2 separate regions of the Mus musculus genome follow, and region 1 is linked to region 2. A link is a contact called in public HiChIP or PLAC-seq data. All regions are on one chromosome and are shown on one strand. The core of a region is the stretch at or near the end of the contact, and the rest is flanking DNA. Distances in the headings are between cores, read along the strand shown.

Region 1 (6,533 bases), core at 3,792-6,291, 310 kb before region 2:
ACTGGTCTACAAAGTGAGTTCCAGGACAGCCAGGACTACACAGAGAAACCCTGTCTTGAAAAAAACAAAAAACAAACAAACGGAACAAGTAAGTGATGGAGAAATGGAAGAGAAACAGAAGGATGTGGGCACTGTGAAGATGGGCAGAACTGGAGACTCGAGAGTAGTGAGGAGCACCCTGATGTGTGCAGCAAGTTATCCCACCTGGGACCATGGTGGGGTCCTGGCCTATGCTGCCACCAAGAACCAGGAAGGAAGGGAGGAAGGGAGGAAGGAAGGAAGGAAGGAAGGAAGGAAGGAAGGAAGGAAGGAAGGAAGGAAGGAGAGAAAGGAAGGCTGGAGAGGTGTTCAGCCATAAAGCCATTAAGAGCACTTGCTGCTCTTGCAGAGAACTCATGTTCAGTTCCTAGCACCACATCTATAGTTGTAATTCCTGGGGATTCAGCGCCCTCTTCAGGCCTCCGAGGCCCTAAGTACGCTTGTGATGCACAGATACACTTGCAAACAAAACACCCATAGTCATAAAGATAAATAAATAAAATATAAATACATTTAATACTCCTTAAGTTCTGGTGTTCTATAGTATCAAACTATTACACAGCGTCAAAATATTACTTGGTGTGTAAAAGCATCTGCCACATAAATCCAGAGATCTGCGTTCCATCCCTGGAAACTACACGAAAATGGAAAGAGAAGGCCAACTCTGCAAAACTGTCATCTAGCATCCACACATTCATGTGCCTGAGCACACACAAAAATGCATAAACTGGAGCCGGGCATGGTGGCACACGTCTTTAGATCCCAGCACTCTGGAAGCAGAGGCAGGAGGATTTCTGAGTTAGAGGCCAGCCTGGTCTACAGAGTGAGTTCCAGGACAGCCAGGGTTATACAGAGAAACCCTGTCTCGAAAAACAAAAACAAACAAACAAACAAACAAAAACAACAAAAAAGCATAAACTGTTTTTAAAACCTCACTGCTGGGGTAGAATGGAAATGTATCACCTTAAGCAAAGCTAACCCAGGCTCAGAAACACAAATGCTACATAGTGTCTTTCATATACAGGTTCTGGCTTTGAAACTTTAGATCTGTGTGTTTAACTTTGTATCTAAGAAAGAAAGGATCCACAGGGTGGGGAGAGGGATTAAAGGTTTAAATGAGGCTAAGGGTAGGGTAAAACAGGAGAGGAGCAGGTGAGGGCTTATGGAAACCTACTACTTTGAAAGCTGACTTTAAGATAGATAGATAGGGCCGGATGTGGTGGCGTACGCCTTTAATCCCAGCGGATTTCTGAGTTCCTAGGCCAGCCTGGTCTACAAAGTGAGTTCCAGGACAGCCAGGGCTATACAGAGAAACCCTGTCTCTGTCTCGAAAAACCAAAAAAAAAAAAAAAAAAAAAGATAGATAGATAGATTTTTAAGAGTTTGAACATGATAACTGCATGGACAATACTTACTTCCCCCGTAAGACATGTATTATTAAATGAATATCTCAGTTGCAGGTGTTGTATACCTTCTTCTGAATTATTGGTGGTCAGATAGACTTCAGAGTCCCCAAAAGAACTATTGTCGAGGCGGGAGTGATCTGCGAGCGAAACCTACACCATGAGTCTCCTCAATAAATCCAAGAGTGAGATGACCCCAGAGGAGCTGCAGAAGCGGGCGGAGGAGGAATTCAACACAGGTCCCCTCTCAGTGCTCACGCAGTCGGTCAAGAACAACACACAAGTGCTCATTAACTGTCGCAACAACAAGAAGCTGCTGGGCCGGGTGAAGGCCTTTGACAGGCACTGCAACATGGTGCTGGAAAATGTGAAGGAGATGTGGACTGAGGTTCCCAAGAGCGGCAAGGGCAAGAAGAAATCCAAGCCTGTCAACAAGGACCGCTACATCTCCAAGATGTTCCTGCGCGGGGACTTGGTCATCGTGGTGCTGCGGAACCCACTCATCGCTGGCAAGTAGAGCCTGCTCCCTGCCCTGCGAAGGCCTGCAGAACCCTGCCCAGTGGGCGAGAAATAAAACCCTGTGCTTTTTGGTAAAAAAAAAAAAAAGAACTATTGTCATTGCTCAGCAGGACCAGGTGGTGAGACCCTACTGCTGATGATATGGTTATCTGCAGGAGACCTGCATACAGTCAACAAGATCAGTTAACATTGTAACAGACAGCACTAATTAGACCCAGTGGATCACAATAAATAACAGAAAGGAGAAACATGAAGGGGAAGGTGATATGTTAGGGGCACCTGGGGAAAATGGGAGAGAAGAGTCAGGGTGCCTATATTCAAGATATCTGGTTTAGAGGCTGGAGAGGTAGCTCAGTGAAGAGCACTTATTAGTCCTCCAGAGGACCCTGGTTCAATTCCCAGCACCCACATCATGACTACACTATTTATAACTCCAATCCCAGGGAATCTAATGCCCTCTTCTGGTCTCCTTTGGTACCAGGCCTGTAAGTGGTACACAGACACACATACAGGCAAAACACCCATAGACATATAAGTAAACAGTTTTTAAAAGATATATTGTTTGCATGTATGCAGATGACAAAGAATAAGCAAAAGGTATGCTAGTAAAAAAATAAAATTGGGACTGGGCGGTGGTGGCGCACACCTTTAATCCCAGCACTTGGGAGGCAGAGGCAGGCAGATTTCTGAGTTCGAGGCCAGCCTGGTCTACAAAATGAGTTCCAGGACAGCCAAAGCTACACAGAGAAACCCTGTCTCGAAAAACCAAAAATAAATAAATAAATAAATAAAATAAAATAAAATAGAGACTGGGAGGTGGTGGTGCACACCTTCAATCCCAGCACTTAGGAGTCAGAGGCAGGCAGATTTCTGAGTTCGAGGCCAGCCTGGTGTACAAAGTGAGTGCCAGGACAGCTAGGGCTACACAGAGAAACCCTGTCTCGAAAAAAAACAAAAAACAAACAAATAAATAAATAAAATTGGGGTTGGAGAAATAGCTCAACAGCTAAAAGCACTGGCTGTTCTTCTAAGACTCAGATTCGATTCCCAATACCCACATGGTGGCACTCACAACCATCTGTAACTCCAGTTCCAGGGAGTCTGATAGCCTCTTAACTTCTGTGGGTACTGCATGCACATAATGAACAAACATACATGCAGGAAAATACCCATACTTATAAAATAAATAAATCCTGAAAATATAGAAAACACATTATAGCCCAGAAATATGTATAATGCTGTATGTTATTTAAAATAATAACCAGCCTGGTGGCATACACTAATGATCTCAGCACTTGAAACACAAAGGGAGGAGACTCTCCAATTTGAGGCCAACCTAGGCATCAAAGTGAGACTCTGCCTTTTTTTTTTTTTTTTTTTTTTTTGGATATTTTACTTATTTACATTTTAATGTTATTGCCTTTCTGCAAACCCCCTATCCCATCCCTCCTCCTCCCTGCTTCTATGAGGGTGCTCCACCTACTCCCACCTCCCTGCCTTTGGGGCATCAAGCCTTCACAGGACCAAGGGCCTCTCCTTTCATTGATGCCTGACAAGGCTATCCTCTGCTACATATGCAGCTGGAGACTCAAGTCCCTCCATGTGTATTCTTTGGTTGGTGGTTTAGTCCCGGGAGCTCTGGGAGGTCTGGTTGGTTGCTATTGTTCTTCCTATGAACTTGCAAACCCCTTTAGCTCCCTCAGTCCTTCCCCTAACTCCCCCATTGGGGTCCTCATGCTTTAGTCCGATGGTTGGCTTCAAGTATCTGCCTCTGTATTTGTTAGGCTCTGGCAGAACCTCTCAGGAGACAGCTGTATCAGGCTCCTGTCAGCAAGCACTTCTTGGCATCACCAATAGTGTCTGGGGAAGACTCTGCCTTTTAAAAATGCATATTTAAAAGAGTAAAATGCAAAAATGTCAATGCAAAATTAAACAAACACGACAAAAGAACTCTGACCTATTCTTGCAACCATTGTTCAAAAGAAAATAAGTTATGTCTTGTTTTTTATTGTTTTGTTTTGTTTCTTGAGGCGGGGTCACAGAACTCACTCTATAGAACAGGCCTCAAAAGCATAGATACACCTGCCTCTGCCTCTGGAGCGCTGGAATTTAAAGTCCTGCATAGCCACTGCCCAGCTAAAAACTAAGTTCTTAAGTGTAATTTTACCAAATGGTGCAAGAAATAAACCTCTGTCTGACAGTTTTGCAGAAAATCAAACTGTTCTCCCCAGTGATGGTCTGGTTCAGATAACAACCCCGGAAACAACTGGTCCAAAACATCAATTCACTACTAGTCAACAACTTCACTAATTTTCTTCCAATTTTGTTCCAACAAGAGAAAGTAAAACATGTCTCCCCACTTCCAGTTAGATTACGAACAGACTCCAATCAGAACCACTAGGCGACGGCTCTTTTCCCTGAGCACCCCCAACCCCGTCCCTTTTTATTATTTATTTTCTCTGAAATTCCCACATTCCTGTGAGCCTTTGCATCTGTACTTATGTACCAAAGGTGTAAAATGGTGGTTGGCTCACTTGCCATGGAAAACTCAGACCAAACAGCCGTTGATTTTTCTCATGCGGTCTTCATTTCGAATACTGAATATAGTAACTCTATGACAATTTTTCAAAATCTCTTTATGAGATATTGGTAATATCTCTAAAATATTCATCTTTTGCAAAGGACTTGTTAAAATCTTACTATTGGCCGGGCGGTGGTGGCACACGCCTTTAATTGCACTTGGGAGGCAGAGGCAGGCAGATTTCTGAGTTCAAAGCCAGCCTGGTCTACAAAGTGAATTCCAGGACTATACAGAGAAACCCTGTCTCGGGGGGAAAAAAAGAATCTTGTTATTACTAATCAAAATCAATATGCTAAAGGTCTCTCCTTTTCGGGGACAATCCTGTTGTTAAATGGATAGGTTTTCAGAGCCCGGAAGATGCAGATGGACTCTAAAAGGAGCAGTAGGAGTCGTCTACACCTGCGAGATCTGCAAGAACTACAATTCCCAGCAGTCCCTCCGGCGGCGCAGGTCCATGCGCGCGCAGGGATGGAGGCCTGTCTTGTTCCCGCCAATTCTCGTGTCAGTCCTGTCCGGGTCTAGTTCTTTACTTCATGGAGCCATTTGATCCTGCGGAGCTGCCGGAGCTACTCAAGCTTTATTACCGAAGGCTCTTTCCCTACGCCCAGTACTATCGCTGGCTCAACTATGGCGGAGGTGATGGAGGCTGGGACGGGATGGGTAGCGGGGCTGGGAGCCGTGTGTGAGAATACTTTGGGCGGGATGTCCTAGGAAGAAGAGAGGCACCTTCTTCACCAATGACAGGCAGCGTCCTTGGAATATTTACAGCTCCTGTTTATTGCTCCCTAGCAAATGTGAAATTGTATGCCCCTTCAGATTACAGGCTATCTAGAACAGAGCTGGGCACAGAGCACTCGTTAAAAATATTCCAGAGAGCCTAGTAGCTCATACCTATAATCCTTACATTCTGGAGATTGGGGCATGTGGATTTTCATGAGTTCAAGGCGAGCCAGGGCTACATAGTAAGCTCTAGAGCAACCTATTCTACACAATAAAACCCTGTCGTTTAAAAACTTATGTCAGGCTGGGCGTGGTGGCACACGCAGAGGCAGGCGGATTTCTGAATTCGAGGTCAGCCTGGTCTACAGAGTGAGTTCCAGGACAGCCAGGGCAACACAGAGAAACCCTGTCTCGAAAAACCAAAAAAAAAAAAAAAACAAAAAAAAAACGAACATATGTCTTCCCATTAGTTAAGGTTTTAGTTAAGGTTACATTATGCCCTAAACTGGAGTTAAAATTATTTTGCAGTGACAAAGAATTACTTTCAACACCGTGAATTTTCATTCACACTGAAAGATGATATTTACATTCGCTACCAGTCCTTCAACAACCAGAGTGAACTGGAGAAGGAGATGCAGAAAATGAATCCATATAAGATTGATATAGGCGCAGTATATTCTCACAGAGTAAGGAATCTTTTTTTTCTTTTGTATTTTGTTTGTATCTTTTTTGTGTGTTTATTTTATAAGCCAGAGTGAGTTCTTGCCCCCAAGTTTTGAAGGTAATGTTTTAGAGTGTATTATTGTTGATGAAACGCACCTTTTTTTCAAATTAATTTTAACACTCTATAGACTGAAAATCACTTGGCTGAAAATACCTTGCCTTCTTCCTAGGTTTAGAAGAAAAGGTGAGCATTGGGCTGGAGTGTAGCTCAATTGATAAGAGTGCTTGCCTGGCATGCATGAACGGTTGGATTCCATTCCTAAGAACACATAAACCAGGTGTAATGGGCATTGTCTCTAATCCCAGCATAAAGGAGGGAGAGGCCAGTTTGAAATACATGAGACCATGTCTTTTTTTTTTTTTAAGATTTATTTATTGTTATATGTAAGTACACTGTTGCTGTCTTCAGACACACCAGAAGAGGGCATCAGATCTCATTACAGGTGGTTGTGAGCCACCATGTGGTTGTTGGGAATTGAACTCAGGACCTCTGGAAGAGCAGTCAGTGCTCTTAACCATTGAGCCATCTCTCCAGCCCCAGTACGTGC
Region 2 (7,226 bases), core at 588-3,087:
GCTCAGGGAAATGTCCATGCCTTGCCCTACTTCCCTCATGCTCTTTCTGTATAGTGAGTGTCCTGGTGCCTCCTCTGCTCACCCTGGTCTCCGTGATTCTGTCTCCTAACAGATGCAGCTGTCTTCTCAGTGCTGGCACTGTGAGCTGCCTTCCCTTTCAGTGCTGTCCCCAGAACTGAGAGGTGGCTTCTCAAGTCGGCTTTACCCTGTCCACTTCCAGAACTGGATCTGCTCAGGGTCTACAGATGGTGCTATTAATAGAACTGGAAAGCAGCAAAATTGTTGCAAAGGTTCTAGCTGCCAGATTCCCCCTTTATCCTCTGCAAAACAGTGGGCCAGAAACAAAGCCTAAAGTGACCCAGGTGGAGTGATTGGTGTTCGTAATAAATATCCTGGGCAACTGATATCTGTACAAAAGAGCTCTAGAACCAGAACTCTCAGTTCCCAGTCTGCTAGAGAACTGAAGTCCTGGACAGTCACAGGGTACAGAGACCCAGGCAGCTCCAGCATCTAGCTGCTTGAGAGACGGTGGCTGGGTGGACCAGCTTGTAGAGTCTCAATGGGCCAATCAAACCGGTGTGCAGGAAGCTGAGCTACTGGCTTCATTCCTGACCACAGCTGAGAAGTATCTGTCTTCCATACATTCTATCTCGAGTTTTGTTTTATTTTTTAAAAATTTTGCTTAAAACAGCATGTTTTATAAAATAAAAGTATTTTTATCTCATTAGAAAACCGCTAGTGTGGGATTCTTTGGCTTCTTTCTTTCTTTGATTTGACTTCACCAAACAATGAGAAAATGAAAACTGTGTTTTCAGATCCACACCTAGAAATGAAGATTCTGAGTCCCAGAATGAATGGATCCAGGAGGAACATAGTTTTTTTGTTTTTTTGTTTGTTTGGTTGGTTTTTGGTTTGTTTTTTGAGACAGGGTTTCTCTGTAGCCCTGGCTGTCCTGGAACTCACTTTGTAGACTAGGCTGGCCTCGAGAACTCAGAAATCCGCCTGCCTCTGCCTCTCAAGTGCTGGGATTAAAGGCATGCGCCACCATGCCGGGCACCAGGAGGAACATAATTGTTCTTCCCCTGGACGGTGTTCGGTCTTTGCTGTAGTTGCCTAGCACCCTAAATACATAAAGCGATCACAAATCCCAGTTTATCTCAAGACCTTAAGGCGTGGTGTCAACCTGTTATCCTAACAGCGGAGCAGTTGAGAACCACAGTCCCCAACCAGCCTGCGATGGGGAGTTGAGTTCAAGGCATCCTGGGCTACATAGCAAGACACTGCTTCACTCATGACAGTACCTGCGGTGTGCCGAAAATTCAGAGAGGAATTGCTCTATTCACAGCGTGAGAGCTAAGAAGAATATTGACCGTAATATAACCCACACCCCCATCCTCAGAGGATAAATTAAGAGAAATCTCCAAGAACCTGCCTGAAAAGGCAGATAATACCAAAAATGATATTACCCAATACATACCTAATGACGATCATTTATTAATTTGGTACAAGAAGGAAGTTGTTTTAAAAACTAGTTTTTTTGTTTGTTTGTTTGTTTTTTTTTTAAGAAAGAAAAAGACCTGTAGCTACTGGCAGAGTGGTACTGCAGTGCTTCCTGGGAAATGTAGTTTGCTGTATCATGAAATCTTTGTGCATTGAAACCTAGGCTTCTCTCCCACTACTAATTGCATCTGTTTGCAAGTCCTAGCCCACCTGGACTGATGCAATTTCCCCAGGCACCCCATGCGCTCGGTCCTCACTGTAAGCTAGGCTACCTTTGTTCTTTGGTTGGTCACGTGAACCAATTCGCCACGCAAGTCTGGGTCCTCAAGTCTTCCAAGGGGTCCTCGCTGCCTCGGAGGCGCTCCTAAAGCTGCCTGCTCGCGCGAGAGTTTGGAGGGGCGGGCTTAGGGTCAGTTTCGGTGGGGGGCTCGCACGGGACCCTCAGATCTCCGCTTAGGTGCCTAGTTAAGTGCGGGAAGCTGGGCCAGGCGGTCACTGGCCACCCTGAACCTGGCGGGAGCCGGAGCGCTCTGGAGAAGCCGGGACAGCCCCGTTTTTCCCAGCCAGCTGCTAGGGTTGGGACCCACAGAAAACAAAGTGAGAGTCCGGCTGCTTTCCAGAGCCTGGGCCACGGCGGCGGCCGTGGGAGCAGAGGTGGGACAGATGCGAGCGTCAGAGGCTGTGGGCGCACTGAGGTTGGGAATGGACCCGAGCAAAGCGATGGCGGAGTCCTTACAAAAGGGGCTGGTCTGTCTGCACGGGAGCTACTTACATTCTAGAGATGGGGATTCCGGAACCCTTGGTGCTAGGTCCACATAGGCCCTGGTTATGGAGTGTGCTCGCTGGCTTCATGGCCTGACTGGTTCCTTGCTGGCAGCTCCTTTCTGCCCGTCATTCTCACGTAATCGATAACCTCCATCTCAAAGCTACTGCATAGCTCTGTGAGTCCTCAGTGTCCTCAAAGTATCAAAACCCAGGCCCTCACCTGTGGAGGACATAGTTTCTGGATCTGAGTCCCAGTCCCGAGCTCTCACTCCCTATTCCCCCATCCCGAACTCCGGTCCCTCGGGTGTTTGTAACGAGGTTTTTTCCTGGAAAACAATCCGAATCACACCAAGGCCTCTGAAGGCCTTGGAATGAGGGGTGACGGTCATGGGGGAAATGGATCGCTCTCCTCACACCTGTGTTTCATTTTCATACAAATCCAGGTGGAGCGACCCTGTTACACTAAAGATGAAAGGCTGGGGTTGGCTAGCCCTACTTTTGGGGGTCCTGCTGGGAACTGCCTGGGCTCGAAGGAGCCAAGATCTACACTGTGGAGGTAAAAGCACGAAGACCAGTGGAGAAGTGGGAGGAAGATGACCCGTGGGAGTCATGAGATCCAAAGCTTGGAACAAGGATGGATAGAAAAACCCTCATTCCCCTCACCATCCCCACTCCCTGTTCTCTTCCCTGACACCAGCTTGCAGGGCTCTGGTGGATGAATTAGAGTGGGAAATTGCCCGCGTGGACCCCAAGAAGACCATTCAGATGGGATCCTTCCGAATCAATCCAGATGGCAGCCAGTCAGTTGTGGAGGTAATTTACTATCCCTCAAATAAAGTAGCTCACTCGGGCTTAGAGTATGAACTTGTTCGAAGAGAAGAAAGCAGGAAGTCATTCGACCTGTAATGATAATGATCTCAACCCTCAGAGGCGGGACCAGAAGGATCTTTCTGAGTTCTAGTTCTGGTCTACCCCATAGAATTAGGTACTGTCTTCGAAAAGAAAAGAAACAGCCTGGTGTGATGGTACATATCATTAATCCCAGCAGAGGCAGGCTGATCTTGAATTTGAGGCCAGCCTGGTCTACAAAGAGAGTTCCAGGACAGCCAAGGCTGTTATAGAGAGAAACCCTATCTCAAAAAACCAACCAAACAAACAAACAACCAAGGAGCCAGAACATTGATTGTGTATCAGAAGGACTGGGCTCTAAGCCACTTATGGTATTTGCATGCCTGTAATCCTAGTACACAAACAGCAGAGCAGTTGGGTTCTGCCTATCTGGAAGAGCCTGGAAAGTTATAACCACGTATTTCTTTGCCCCAAACCTCAATTAATTGTTTCTGCTGTAGAAGTTAGGTCTTGATTAGTCTGTTTCTCCTCATCCCCAGTCCGCATGTCTCTTGTTTCACTATAGCAGTATTGTATATATACATTTATTTAAAAAAAGAATAAGAGGTCTTGTCCAGCTGGGAATGTAGCTCAGTTGATAGAGTGCTAGCCTCGCATGCACAGAACCCTGTGTTTGGCCCTTAACATCCCATAAACCCAGCATACTGGTACACTCCTGTGATGCCTGCCCTCAAAGTCTTCCCTGGAGCTAGAGAGATGGTTCCGTGGTTAGGAGAACATGCTGCTGTTGCAGAGGACTTGGCTCAGATTCTAGCACCCATGTAGTGGCTCATAACTCATTCTGGGGAATCAAACATTTCCTTCCGGTGTCTGTGATCACCAGGCATGTATACATGCAAGCAAACACTCGTGCATAAAATAAAAATAAATCATTTTTTTAAAAAAAGTCTTTGTATTCAAGAAATTTATATTAGCTAGAAGCATAAGTTAAAGCTATACCTAGTAAGAAATATGCAAGGAAATTTATTTTAATGATTGATTTATTTTTACTTTATGTGGATTGGTGTTTTGCCTGAATCCATGTCTGTGTGAGGGTGGAGTTAAAAACAGTTGTGAGGGCTGGTGAGATGGCTCAGTGGGTAAGAGCACCCAACTGCTCTTCCAAAGGTCCGGAGTTCAAATCCCAGCAACCACATGGTGGCTCACAACCATCCATAACGAGATCTGACTCCCTCTTCTGGAGTGTCTGAAGACAGCTACAGTGTACTTACATATAATAAATAAATAAATCTTAAAAAAAAAAAAAAAAGCCAGGCGTGGTGGCGCACGCCTTTAATCCCAGCACTCGGGAGGCAGAGGCAGGCGGATTTCTGAGTTCGAGGCCAGCCTGGTCTACAGAGTGAGTTCCAGGACAGCCAGAGCTACACAGAGAAACCCTGTCTCGAAAAACCAAAAAAAAAAAAAAAAACAGTTGTGAGCTGCCATGTGTAAACCCAGACCCCTGGGAAATCAGCCAGTGTTCCCTAAACACTGAGCCATCTCTCCAGTCCCATCAAGGAAACATTTCTGTGACGCATGTTGGTGTGCTGTCATCGAAACCTATACCCCCTCTTTACATTTTTGTTTGGTTGGTTTTTTATTTTATTTCCAAGACTCTGCAGCCCTGGGTGTTCCAAGGAGCTCACTATGTAGAACAGGCTGGCCTTGAACTTACAGACATCTGCCTACCTCTGCCTCCTGGGTACTGGAATTAAAGGTGACAATATATCTGGCTTTTAATGTTATTTTAATAAATAATAAATATCTATGTCCACAAAAAAAAAACTAAACAAGTTCACGGGGGGAAAAAAACCATAGTTCATTATAGTTGATCAAAGTGGTTTTTGCCTATAATTCGGAGCTAAGGATATTGGTGCGTGTTTTATAATCAGGCAAAATAGGATTGTACATTTGCCTGGAGTGCAGGTTGTGAGTTACGCTGTGCACTGCTGGTTCTTGGAAGTTAATAGGGATTCTCGGGGACACAGATTGGGAGTTGGGGGTAGATTTCTATGAGTTCAAGGCCAGCCTGGTCTACATAGTTGCAGGCCACCAACCAAGGCTACAGGGTGAGACCCTGTTCCAAAGGATGGGCAAACAAAATGTGCACATTTGAAAGTAACTTGAGAGGAAGAAAGAATGGGCAGATGTCGCCACAGGATATCATTAGGGAAGGTTTCTTTGTTTTTAGAATGAGTTGTTTGAGCTAGATTCGAAAGGAAAGGAAAGAGTTCAAATGAGTAACATCTGAGGTAGAAGGGAGTGACCAAAGGCTGAGTTCATTTCTAGGTACCTTATGCCCGCTCAGAGGCCCACCTCACAGAGTTGCTTGAGGAGGTGTGTGACCGAATGAAGGAGTACGGGGAACAGATTGACCCTTCTACCCACCGCAAGAACTACGTACGCGTCGTGAGCCGGAATGGAGAATCCAGTGAACTAGACTTACAGGGCATCCGAATTGACTCAGATATCAGCGGCACCCTCAAGTTTGCGGTGAGTTACCGCTGTGCCGTGAGTAGCTGTTTCTTGGGAGTTATAGGGATTCCCTGGCACAGGATGGGAGATGGATGCGGAAGTGGTGTTGCCTACTTGTAACCTAAGCACTCCAGGGGCAGCGGTTGGAAGATCAGCTTAAGTTTGAGGCTGGGCCTAGTTCATAGTGAGTTCGAGGCCAGCTGGGCAGATATAGTAAGGCCCTGTCTATAAAATCCCCACCCCCACCCCAAAACCAAGTAGAGAGCTGAGCCAGTGTCTTTGCCCAGCTTGGGATCTGGGTCAATTCTCTGTCTTCTTGGTCCGCAGTGTGAGAGCATTGTGGAAGAATACGAGGATGAGCTTATCGAATTCTTCTCCAGAGAGGCTGACAACGTTAAAGACAAACTTTGCAGTAAGCGGACAGGTGAGCACCCCCGACTTTCCGTCCCACGCTCACAGCCCTGTGTAACTCGGCTTGCGGCCCTGACCCTCGCCACACAGAATGTGTGGCCACACGCTCAGACCTCTGACAGGTGTCCCACACTGCTGGCTTCCATTTCCCTTGGCTTAGGGTTTGGAGTGATTTCTCTCCAGTCTCTGCCTAATAGTTCTCAGAGTATGTGTCTCTGTTACCCTGGGTTCAGGAGAGGGAGCTGTGGGAGGTGGTTGGCCACGGTGATTGTTGGTTGGCGCGGGTGCTTTCTGGTGAGGGGTGTATGTGTGTGTGAGGGTGGCTGTTTCCTTCACACTGTTACGTACTATTTGCAGATCTATGTGACCATGCCCTGCACAGATCTCACGATGAGCTATGAATCACTGGAGCAAGCAGCCTACACCAAACGTGATGGAACACCCCCAGGAGGGGAAGATGGCAGCATTGCCTTTTATATTACGTTTTTATGGAAATGAACTGAAAAAAACTCTTGAAACCGAAAGTACAAACTGTGTTGTCTTTTTTTTTTCTCATTTTGGTTTTTTGAGACAGGTTTTTTCTGTTGTTTTGTTTTTTTGTTTTTTATATAGCCCTGGCCATCCTGGAACTCACTCTGTAGACAAGGCTGGCCTCGAATTCAGAAATCCACCTGCCTCTGCCTCCCTGGTGCTGGGATTAAAGGCAGCGCCACCACTGCCCGGCACTGTGTTGTCTTTTATGCCCAAAGGCAGCCTTTGTACCAGGCTTGAAGGTTGGGGGCTACAGATGGGAAGAAAATGAAGGGATGGGTTGTAATAGCGTACATTTAAAAGGGCCCTGGCCCATTAATTCTCTGTCATGTGGAATTCTGTTCACTTACAAACTGGAGATGAGTATTTATTCAGTGTGTACTTAATGATGTGTTAGCAGCTGTGGTGCTGTGGAGAAAGAGCCTGAATGACAGCACAAGGCGCTGGGAGGTCCCTGTACTCCTGCTGGAAAAACATTGAAGATGGGAACTGATCTGGACGGAAGTAATCGAGCAATCGAGCTGCGTTCTTTTGTTCTTTTCTCTTTTTTTTAAGATTTATTTATTTAACAGGTATGTGAGTTCATGCTCGCTGTCTTCAGACCCACCAGAAGAGGGCATTGCATGCCATCACAGACGGTTGTGAGCCATCATGTG

What was found. HiChIP or PLAC-seq counts read pairs in DNA pulled down with a chosen protein or histone mark.
Region 1: an H3K27ac HiChIP or PLAC-seq map of embryonic stem cells shows a contact between it and region 2, with 5 read pairs. The contact joins the promoter of Prim1 here to the promoter of Cnpy2 in region 2. A contact is called at or near these places in 2 of 39 promoter capture datasets (the C10 cell line and liver), 1 of 115 datasets of contacts at active chromatin or transcription factors (embryonic stem cells) and 3 of 9 other capture datasets (adipose tissue, liver and pancreatic islet).

The regions. Positions count from the first base shown.
Region 1 is chr10:128,010,174-128,016,706 of GRCm38.p6, forward strand. It overlaps Prim1 (DNA primase, p49 subunit), which reads left to right and starts at 5,042. Exons shown (of 13, transcript NM_008921.2): 1 at 5,042-5,178; 2 at 5,791-5,948. The coding sequence starts at 5,076. It also overlaps the pseudogene Gm10120.
Region 2 is chr10:128,320,622-128,327,847 of GRCm38.p6, forward strand. Cnpy2 (canopy FGF signaling regulator 2) reads left to right here and starts at 1,838. Exons shown (of 6, transcript NM_019953.1): 1 at 1,838-2,154; 2 at 2,709-2,821; 3 at 2,963-3,078; 4 at 5,443-5,646; 5 at 5,956-6,052; 6 at 6,397-6,566. The coding sequence starts at 2,734. The coding sequence ends at 6,440. Pan2 (PAN2 poly(A) specific ribonuclease subunit) reads left to right here. Exons shown (of 26, transcript NM_133992.3): 26 at 113-737. The coding sequence ends at 144.